2 separate regions of the Bicyclus anynana genome follow, and region 2 is linked to region 1. A link is a contact called in public Hi-C data. All regions are on one chromosome and are shown on one strand. Each heading gives the region's core, a stretch centred on a gene start, on an enhancer-like site or on the middle of the called end of the contact. The rest is flanking DNA. Distances are from core to core; before and after follow the strand shown. Region 1 holds the start of LOC112047325 (elongation of very long chain fatty acids protein 6). Region 2 overlaps LOC112047325 (elongation of very long chain fatty acids protein 6).

Region 1 (5,050 bases), core at 849-3,348:
ATATCAATTTATGTCGACGTGTGGTGCTCCATGAATGAGAGATTCACACAGCGGATGTTTGATTGCAAAGTGGATTTGTTGGAAGCAACCTGGTCGCCGTTCCAACCGGTTTCGTATCTCATGCCGTTGCTGGATGAAGCGTTGAACTGGAGATCTGTGCTGCATGATATAGAGGAGGAGGTGCACTCGTGGAATAACTACAGCGATGTAGTGTTTGTTGCTGAATTTCCAGGTAATGTGATACAGAGACAATTTTTTTTTTACAAAACCCGCAGTAATCGGTAGCCATGAATTTTTCAGAATAAAAAGTAGCCTAGGTACATGCTGTTCAATAATATCCCACTGAAAGTGTTGTTAAAATCAGTTCAGCCGTTCTAGATTAGCCCGAATAAACAAAAAGATAGACAGTAATATGATTTTTTTTAAACGCTTGTTTGTGTTTTTCTATCGTGTCAATAATTATAAGCACTTGAGAAAACATAGTTAATTTCAGATCACAGAGAGACATTTCATTTTTACTTATATGTATGTATTATAATGTACTTTTAATAGTAATGACGAGTACCTACGTCTTAATAGCTCATCTTGGTAGATTTTTTTATCACGGTCTTTTACCACTTCCCTCGTTTCTGTAAATAGCTTGAAGTAGTAACAATTTCTAATAGGCGTCGGTGAGTCTTCGCCCATGTGGTAAGACAAGTATGGGCTTAGGTTGCCTATAAGGAGTTTTAGAGTTTGTATCTATTCTAAGTCTTATTAAAAATTTTGTCAAATAGTTATGAGTGTGCTATATACTTATCACGCCTCATCCGATCACACTTTTCGTAATGCATTCACCAGCTTATTCCCCAAGTCAAGTGTGCATAAAAAAGTTTTTCCTGATGATGAGGCCTATTTGTTTTCATTTTTAAAACAGAATTTGCGAATATTATTCTATCATTCCGAGTGACCATTTTCATCTTTTCTCAGGTTACGAACAACAAAAGTATCTACCGCCAGAATTGACCAACATCACATTGACAGTATTGAACGGTACGGTGGCTTATCAGCCTGAGTTGACCACATATTATAAGAACGCTCAATCGATTGGTCTCACAAAAGGACATCATATCGAACTAGTTCCGGGAACATTTCACAAGATCATTAATATAGGGGAAACCCCGGCTTTTTATATGTACACAGTGACTAATAATTCTTTGATAGATATTGAAACATCGTCCACAACAACCCAGAAAGAGATGCTGCCGATTGGTCAAGAATTGCTCAGACGTCTGAGGAATATGCTTCAGTTTGCAAAAATAGTTGGTACGAATTTATTTCAAATATTTTTTCATTTAAAATTTTGTACTTAATTTGTTTTATTACCTACTATAAAGCTATTTAATCTCATTGCTATCAACTTAAATACTAAGGGAATATTTTAAATAATATCTAGTCAAATCTTAACGTACGTTACTTTACGTTCCGTTAAGCTTAAAATAATTTTAAGCATATAATTATTATAATATTTAGAAATAAATCTATTTATTCTGGCCTTTTGTTTCTTTTAAAATGGTTTGAAACAATTTAGTTGTAAGAGATTTTTTTTATTTTATGCCGAGGAAAATGTTGAAAAAGTACGCTTTATAATTGGTCTTTATACTGTTGAAAGCTGCTACCTTCGAAGAGCCTAATTACCTGAATTCATCGCGGTTCCTACATCATCATCAAAATAAAAGCGCTTTAATCCGAAAACGGTTAATTTTACAGAAAAACTGCTAGATACATTTTTTATAGACATTTTTATGAGGAACAATTTTTATAATTACCTGTATTGACCTCCGAGCAACAATGTGGCCACCACGTTATCCATGTCGATTTTCAAAAATTCAGTTCAGTAGGAATTTTTCCCCAGATTGGAGTTTAAAATGCCTAAAATTACTGGACTAATATTGTATTAGAATTTACGCAAATTACGCAGCAAAATAATTTCTCCAAAACCTTGAGTCAAAATGAGATAAAAAATAGCATTAGAAAATTGTTATCTGGCAACTTCCGCATATATTTTGTCAATGTCAATTGTAAATCAAGTCAATGTCAAATTGATTTACAAAATTGACACTGTATGGCGCGGCCAGCGCCTGGAGGATTGCGGAGTGGTAAAAGTCTGATAAAAAGTGGTGGTAATCTCCGGCCGGAGCACGGTTTTAGCTGTTCATAGACCGCGTAGCGATGTTCAATTCATTCATCGTTTCGTCTCACTGCTCGTTGCTCTGACGGACGTGAACACGAGTTCGAGGCACGGAGTCGGGCGTCGCCTCGTCGCGAAGTGCGAATATATAATCAACGTTTTACCATTCCGCGTCCATAACTGGAAAAGTGTCTCATCGGCAGTACGCCTCTCATGTCCGCCGTCTGTGATATAATACTTTATGTATCCTGTTGAAAGTTTATAGGTTAATACGTTACCGGTGATATCAGTGCAGCGTTACACTAAATTTAGACGATAGACTGTGCTTGTTTTCTGTGATTATTTCGATTTCGGGACTGAACGATGGAGTCGATGAGTTATAACCTCGACGTAGCGCCGATTAACTATTCGTACATTTTCGAATTTGAGAGCGAGTTTATTCATCAAAACTCTAGGAAATGGATGAAGGAGAATTGGACTGTTGCGTTCTACTATGTGGGAGTGTACATGGCATTCATTTTCGGAGGACAATACTACATGCAGAACCGACCCAGGTATGGCCTTAGATAATATAGTAAAAATATACTTAATTTCCAATAACTTATATACTTATACTTTAATAGTCTAAAGATTTTGTTTCATAATATGTCTAAACACCACAACTTATACTTACACCACGACCCAGTTTAAAAACTTATAAAAAAGTTGTCTGTATTCATTAAAACTTACTAAATAATTTACTTAATCTAATTTGGTAAAGTGAACTTTTAAAACCCCTAAGAAGCCATAAGAAGAATAGGTCATTTTGAAACTTAAGATCCAGTAATAAGTACAGCATAATTATATTTAAAGTATTTAAACAAGATTTTATTGCTAACATATAACATACACATAATATACATTATACATACAATATTCAAATAGCTTTAACAGGATATTTAAAATATGTTCAAATTGGACAGACTTCCACTGGCTCATATACCTAAAATTTTAAATATTATAATTTTTGTATCAAATTCAAAGCAGCAGTTGGTGAAAAACTATAATTGGAACATAAGTTCATTGATTTTTTAATAGTTTTCCTTATAGTAGAATTATTTTTACAAGTATATAAGATAGTTTTAGTTTAAATAAAGATTTAGGTAAAGACTGCTTTTAAACAATTATAATTTGAGAGAAATATTTCTATTGAGATTATAACTATGTGAATTTAGAAAGCTTTACAAATATTATTTAAACGGGTACATACCACAATATTTAATGTTGATATTAAAATCATTAGAAAGCTTTGTTGTTTAAAGTCATCTCACTATCAAGATTCAGCTAAGACTTTGCCATATTACAAACATCAATGTAATGTAACATATATTATGTTATTTTAACAATTTTAGGTAAGCTTTTTGTGAGGAATATAATAAACTAGTTTTTAAAAAAAAAAAAAATAATGATGCCTGGTTTACACTGACTCCTCAATGACTAATAAATATTATAATCTAGCGTGCACTGTTGTTTCACCCATTTAAATTCTGTTTTAAATAATTTATGTGCCTGTATAGTAGAAAATTTAAATATTCTTTTTTATAAGATACCAAAAAAATTAAACTTAGAATCAAATATAAAAGATAAATAAATATCCAAAACCTAGCAGCTATTTCATGTGTGTTACTCAATCACAGCTCACTGAATCTGGGTAAAATTTGGCATAGATATAGATTATAATCTATAGTGCTAACATGCAACCAATGATAATCTCTTGTATAGAAATAGAGAAAAATCAACCAATTATGGCACTACTGGAAATCATCATCATCAGTAGCTCTATCATTGCCTTGGAATGAAAGAGATAGGACTGGGACTACTATGCTGCCGTTGGTTAAAATTTTCTCTTCACAAGATGTCTTCGGTCACATGTTAGCTCCACTGGTATAGCATATTGGCTACTTAGAAATTCAGGTAAAACCCTGAGTCACAGCTATATGAAAATAAAAATAAAAGTGACCTTTATTCTCTGACTGATGACGAAATTAAATAAATTAAGTAGTTCATTTGCTACTATACTAATAGCATTAACAACTGAGTCTTAGGGCCATAAATCATTTCTCTATATCTATCTCGCTTGCACTTATGGGTCTTATGGAGCCGTCTAGTGAAGGGTGTAACAATGAAAGACATATTATCGATAAGTAAAGTTTATTATCGTATCTTGTTCACAAAATTAAAAAAATTAACAATATTTGATTTAATATAATACATATTTCATATTATATAATTATTAACTAAATAAAATTAATCTTCATCTGAGTCTTCATCATCAGAATCTTCATCTTCTGCCAAATTTATTATATATTAGTATCCATAGTGCGCAACGAGTAACACATGAATGTATTTATTTAATTGCAGTAAACACATTTATAGCAAAAAAAATACGCAATGCAATTACATTAGAAACCGACCAATCAGAATCGTCCAAATCATTATTGACTCATCATTAGCACGTGCGCAGGTAGCCGTTTATCGATAATTAGGGTGCGCAGGTAGGCGCGCTGCACATTCCTATCTTTTTTGACTTTTATGACCGGACGACTCAGATGATAATGCGCATACTATAGTCATAAGCCTACATTTCATTTCACTATTCTCTATGTCCTACTATATAATATTATTAATGTGAAAGTTTGTTTGGATGTTTGTTACTCTTTAAGACCACTACTACTGAAGTGATTTGGCTGAAATTTAGAATGGAAATGGTTTTTATTGTGGATTAACACTTAGGCTACTTTTCATCCCAAAAAAAACCATGGTTCCCACAAGGTTTGTGAAAGACTGAATAACATGTGGAGGAAGTCGCAGACCTCCACTAGTTATACTCTACATTTCACT
Region 2 (5,220 bases), core at 1,674-4,173, 66 kb after region 1:
AAATGTCAAAGAATTAACAAAATACGTCTCTCTGTGGTTCTGTCACAGCATTTTCAAAGATCTAATGTCAAATCATAGACAACATTTGCTTGAAACTCCAGTCACCTAGGGGCTCTCTAGTAGTTTGTTTATGAAATGCAATGAAGGATGATTCAATAGTCAGCCCCTGGGTGAATACTGAATATTGGTTTGTGGGGGATTGTTCACTTCACGACTATGAATTCCAGGGATAATTAACTGTGGATGACGTCGTCTACGCGTTGTTATGACCCATTTTTGAATTCATTTCCAAAGTTGCGTACTTGCTGCGACTATTTTTAACTCCAATAGTTGTTCTGAAAACAGTATTTTATGAAAATATAATTGTTCTTTCTCACAGTGCAACACTTTTGAAAGTTCGACTTTCAAGTTCCACTTGCAACAATGCTCCAAATGTAGAAAGCCTTTGTGAATGTTCCACTCGTACTGCTGCACTATTATTTTTGCTTTCTAAGTATTGTGTGTTGGACAAAACGACTCTTTTGATTTATAAGTGCCTGGTACCTACACCTAGTTCGTTTGCACGTGTTTCGTATTCCACTAGGATTTTCATGTGGATTTTCTTTTTGTTTTCTTTTGCTGTGAAATCAATCTTCTAATATATAAAATTCTCGTGTCGCGGTGTTCGAACTTGAACTCCTCCGAAACGGCTCGACCGATTTTTGTGATCCTTAGCGTGATTGTCGGCCAGGGTGGAGAATCGGCCAACATCTATTTTTCATCCCCCTAAATGTAGTCCACCCCTAAATTTTTTTTTTTATTTTTTAGGCAAAATTTTTCGTTTTTATTTTTTTATGACACAGCATACAAAAATACATACAACCCTAAATTTTCACCCCTCTACGATCAACCCTTATATTTTATTTGTTAATTAAAAACTATAATTTTTTTTGGTAAAATTTTTTTTTATTTTTTGATGACTTACAATAAAAAATCTCATAATACTTTCAATTTTTCACCCCTCTACGATCAACCCCTAGGTAGGGGTAGGGTAGAGGTAGGGTAGGGGTAGGGTAGGGGTAGGGTAGGGGTAGGGTAGGGGTAGGGTAGCGGTAGTTGAAAGTTTACATCGAGTTTCACGCGGACGAAGTCGCGGGCATCCGCTAGTATCTCTATATGTATAATTTGAACTCACGGTTGCCTACTTATTATACACGATTATAATGATAATAGAATAAGATTCCATCTATTCTCTGGCGGTATCTTCATTGATTGCAGAAATCTCTATAACTAGTGATAAAGCGATTATACAATACCATATGCATCTTGTTGACCATGAATGTGAGGAAGATCTAGGTCTAGATCGATGTCACAGGGAAAAGTGGTTTGTCAACAAACAATGAAAATATTAACTTTTAGTTCGGCTTTAACAGATAGAGATATTTTCGCTAGATACGATTTTTGTGTTAAAAAATCCCTATATCGTGCCATATCTGATGGAAAAATTCTAAATCTTTAATCTCAATCTTCGAACTGGCTACACCAAACTTTTAAAAAATCGCGTCCATTTGATGCAATGTCACAGACATACATAGATACTAATAGATATAACGGAAAAATATTAAAGTCTCCTTTTGTGGCAGAGATCAAAGAGAATATTATCACCGACATATACGAGTACATAGTGATAAATACGGGGACCTAATAACGTCTCCTTTAAAGAACCATAAGAACGTGACTAGAGCTATCATTGTCAGTAATCCAATGTGTTCTCCCGATTTCAGTTTCATCGAGCACGACAAAGTGTCGGGCTTCTGGACGTGGATGTTCGTGCTGTCCAAGCTGCCCGAGCTGGGCGACACGGTGTTCATCGTGCTGCGCAAGAAGCCGCTCATCTTCCTGCACTGGTACCACCACATCACGGTGCTGCTGTACACGTGGTTCTCCTTCACCGAGTTCACGTCCTCGGCGCGCTGGTTCGTCGTCATGAACTACTGTGTGCACAGGTGAGTTGTGACCTTTATACGAATAGTTGCATGAATATCAACAGAGTCAGTCCTCCTTCCTTTGTAGGAGAGTGGGTATCGAATTAAGACTAACCATGTTGATCCAATACGGGTTGGCGAGCTGAGGATGACATTCAATTGAGAGAATCGAAGCTTTAATTTAAAGTTTTCGACTTTAAATATCACCATGACATAAGTTGACGTTTCAAAAATACTTATAAACTAAGCTCAATTGAAATAAATGAATTTTGATTTGACAATGTTGTACCTTTTTATAGATCATCACCAGACGTTAATGAAAATGACCGGGACCAACGATTTAAAGTGCTTTTCGAGGTACGAGAGTGGTTTTTGCCATGAACATCCTAACTCCGGATTTACTAAAAATTTCTTAGAAGTAGGATAAAATCAGTACAGCAGAAATGTGGGTTGGAAGAGGCGCAAACAATCACGAAATACGCCAGCGAATGTCCACTGTAGCCAACTCGGGCACTACGCGCTTTACACCTCTTTTCAGCATAACATTCGGCGATATAACCGCAAACATTCGCCATCATCTCATCAGTTATCCCCAAATCTTACTTGTCTCTCTGAACTTGTATTATAATAATCTCCTACTTTCGCGTAACGTCGTTGTCTTAATTACTGAAGGTCGTCTACTCATACTTATAATAATTACAAGTTTACAAATAAGAAACTTCTTTCCTTCCTTCAATATGAAATGTTATATAATATACGTATTTTCGTTTTTCAGTGTGATGTACACGTACTACGCGTTAGTGAGCATGGGCAAGTATCCGCCGAAAATGTTCGCCATGACCATCACGGTGCTCCAGCTGACGCAAATGATCGTGGGCTTCTTCGTCAACATATGGGCGCACAACTTCATGACCACGGCCCCGCGGCACTCCTGCGGCATCAGTGAGATCAACATCAAGTTGTCTATGGCCATGTATTTCTCCTACTTCATACTGTTCGCGCAGTTCTTCTACAAAGCGTACCTCTCGCCTAAGCCGGGCAAGAAGGAGAGGAAAGACAAACCGGAACCGCCGGTCGTTGGACAGACGAAGAGTTTAGATTATATAGTCAACGGTAACTTGAGACAGAGGAACGGTGTTGTGCACTAGTCGGTACATTGTGATATCATTAGAATTTGTACAGATTAAGCGTTTGCCGAACGAACACTTGTCCGATTTTTTTTAAACGTCCGAAAAACGTTACTCTCCTGTTAGTGGGCGAGAATCTGTGATGACCAGACACTAAGCTTGGTGGCAACCCTTCGCTGTAAGCCAACCTTAAAAGTATAATTTTTAACGGTGTTTTTCGAGACTCTGTGATAGTACTAGTGACTGGGGATTTCTCATATAATGCCGAGGTCGAAAACGTAAACAAATTAACTTGTTTTCTCCAAATCCAGATTCCATTGTTGCTTACATTACTTACTTACAGTAAGAGCATGGTTTGACAATATTAGCTTTTATCTGGTCATCACAAGTACTTGTCCTATAAATCATAGCTAAGTATAGTTGTGTTAAACGGACATGAAGACGTATAGTCAATTATAGGTTGAATTATAAGCAAATTGTGTTATAATAGGCTGCTAATTGAGTTGCAAAAAAAGTGTTAATGGCTAGTGGATCGTGTTTTTTTATTGTTATTGGGTGTTTTTGCAGATTGCCAGTGCGTGACGTGAGTTGTTTTTCTATCTTCGCGCATTACTTGTTCATGTGAACGTTAAACTGATCGATGACGTAGATTGCGTTTACCGTCTTTGTTTTCATCGTGTTTTTTTAAATTAGCGGTGCGTTTAAACGATTGATTAATCGCATTGTTAACTTTAATCAACGATCTTTTTGAATTAATTAAGCCAGTATGCGAATCATATGTTGATATGTGTGAATGTCTAGTATTTTTTAATGTTTAGGCTGTTTCCGGTCCGTTTTTGGTAGTTTTTTTTAGATAAAGCAGAGCTTTTTGTGGAAAATTGCAAAATAACGCCTGCTTATTCAATACATTAAATATACCTTTCCATCTAAATATACCTTTTTATGGTAATGAGTAATAAAATAATTAAAATCGTGCAGTCATGATGATGCGATGATTATTATTATTTATTAATTTAATAATAAATTATTATTAACATCAATGATAAATAATATTAGTAAATAATCAACATTATAACATCGCGTGATCATAATCTATATGTCTAAGCGTTAACCTCATTGACGCAGGCGCAGTGACGCGAAAACTTGTAGAAATAAACGCTTGCACTGTATGCTGCGTATGTTCCATTGGCTAAGACATATGTCGTGAGAATAAAATCGACCAATAGTGGCGAATTAAAAATATCGATATATTATATGGACAATATTATAATAGACTATGGCCTTTTTTTTCCCGAAATATTCCGTGGCGTATGTCTTAGACTCTTGAAACTGAAGAACTCAACTAAGTTATAGATAACTTTATTCTTCTGAAACTGAAATTTTATGGTATTTATTTTAAAATATTTGGTTCATACGTTAAACGTTCATGGTTAAGTTTGTATCTTCTCGATTTAAATCCCCTTAATGTCTTGATTGATAAAAGGTCGTGATCCTAGTGTCACCTGACACATCTTGGTCATAAGTTTTGCGCCCCGGTCCCGGGTCAAGTAATCTGCGTTAGCACTTTGCAATCAATGTTGCACAGTCATTTTAATTAACTATTTATATTACTTAATAACAAATTAATTATTATTATTATTATTATTATTATTCTAGACTTATCTATATCGTATGTTTTAAATTTTACGATATTTTTACATAATGTTTATGAATTACGTGAACATCGAAAATTCTATAGGTTTATGTGCCGAATTTAATTTAGATTAGTTCTTGAATCATTTATGGTGTCTGTAGTCGTACACAATTTCTTTTTTTTTTACATAATATAAGTAGGAAATCGGTTGCACTAACGTATAATTACTGCTTGTCCAACTAACTTGTCGAACCCATATGGGGTTCTTACATATGAGCTTATTTATATTCGGTTTACATTCGTTTCAATCTTGAATTAAGCCGTTACGCTATTAAAATTTTTCAAAATATCTTTAATTTTTTCATATAAACTCCAAAAAAATATTTTATGAGAGTATACACCGACTTATTTTAAGTTGCGCTAATAGACAACGCCGAATCACCACTGGCACGCAAATATATAATAACAATTAAATTAAAAATTAATAATTAAAATA

What was found. Hi-C and Micro-C count contacts between places; a contact is called where the count stands out from the background.
Region 2: a Hi-C map of whole body shows a contact between it and region 1, with 3 times the contacts expected there. The contact joins the enhancer-like site here to the promoter of LOC112047325 in region 1. A contact is called at or near these places in 2 of 2 Hi-C or Micro-C datasets (whole body and whole larva).

The regions. Positions count from the first base shown.
Region 1 is chr7:1,297,694-1,302,743 of ilBicAnyn1.1, forward strand. LOC112047325 (elongation of very long chain fatty acids protein 6) reads left to right here and starts at 2,099. Exons shown (of 4, transcript XM_024084412.2): 1 at 2,099-2,724. The coding sequence starts at 2,534. It overlaps LOC112047340 (vitamin K-dependent gamma-carboxylase), which reads left to right. Exons shown (of 9, transcript XM_024084437.2): 8 at 1-232; 9 at 970-1,528. The coding sequence ends at 1,352.
Region 2 is chr7:1,363,133-1,368,352 of ilBicAnyn1.1, forward strand. It overlaps LOC112047325 (elongation of very long chain fatty acids protein 6), which reads left to right. Exons shown (of 4, transcript XM_024084412.2): 3 at 1,764-1,985; 4 at 2,740-3,295. The coding sequence ends at 3,112. Among protein-coding and RNA genes, the nearest start is that of LOC128198213, 5.0 kb to the left of the region's middle. Within about 2 kb of position 2,924, at least 7 of the 8 cell types and tissues checked have open chromatin away from gene starts, as enhancers often do.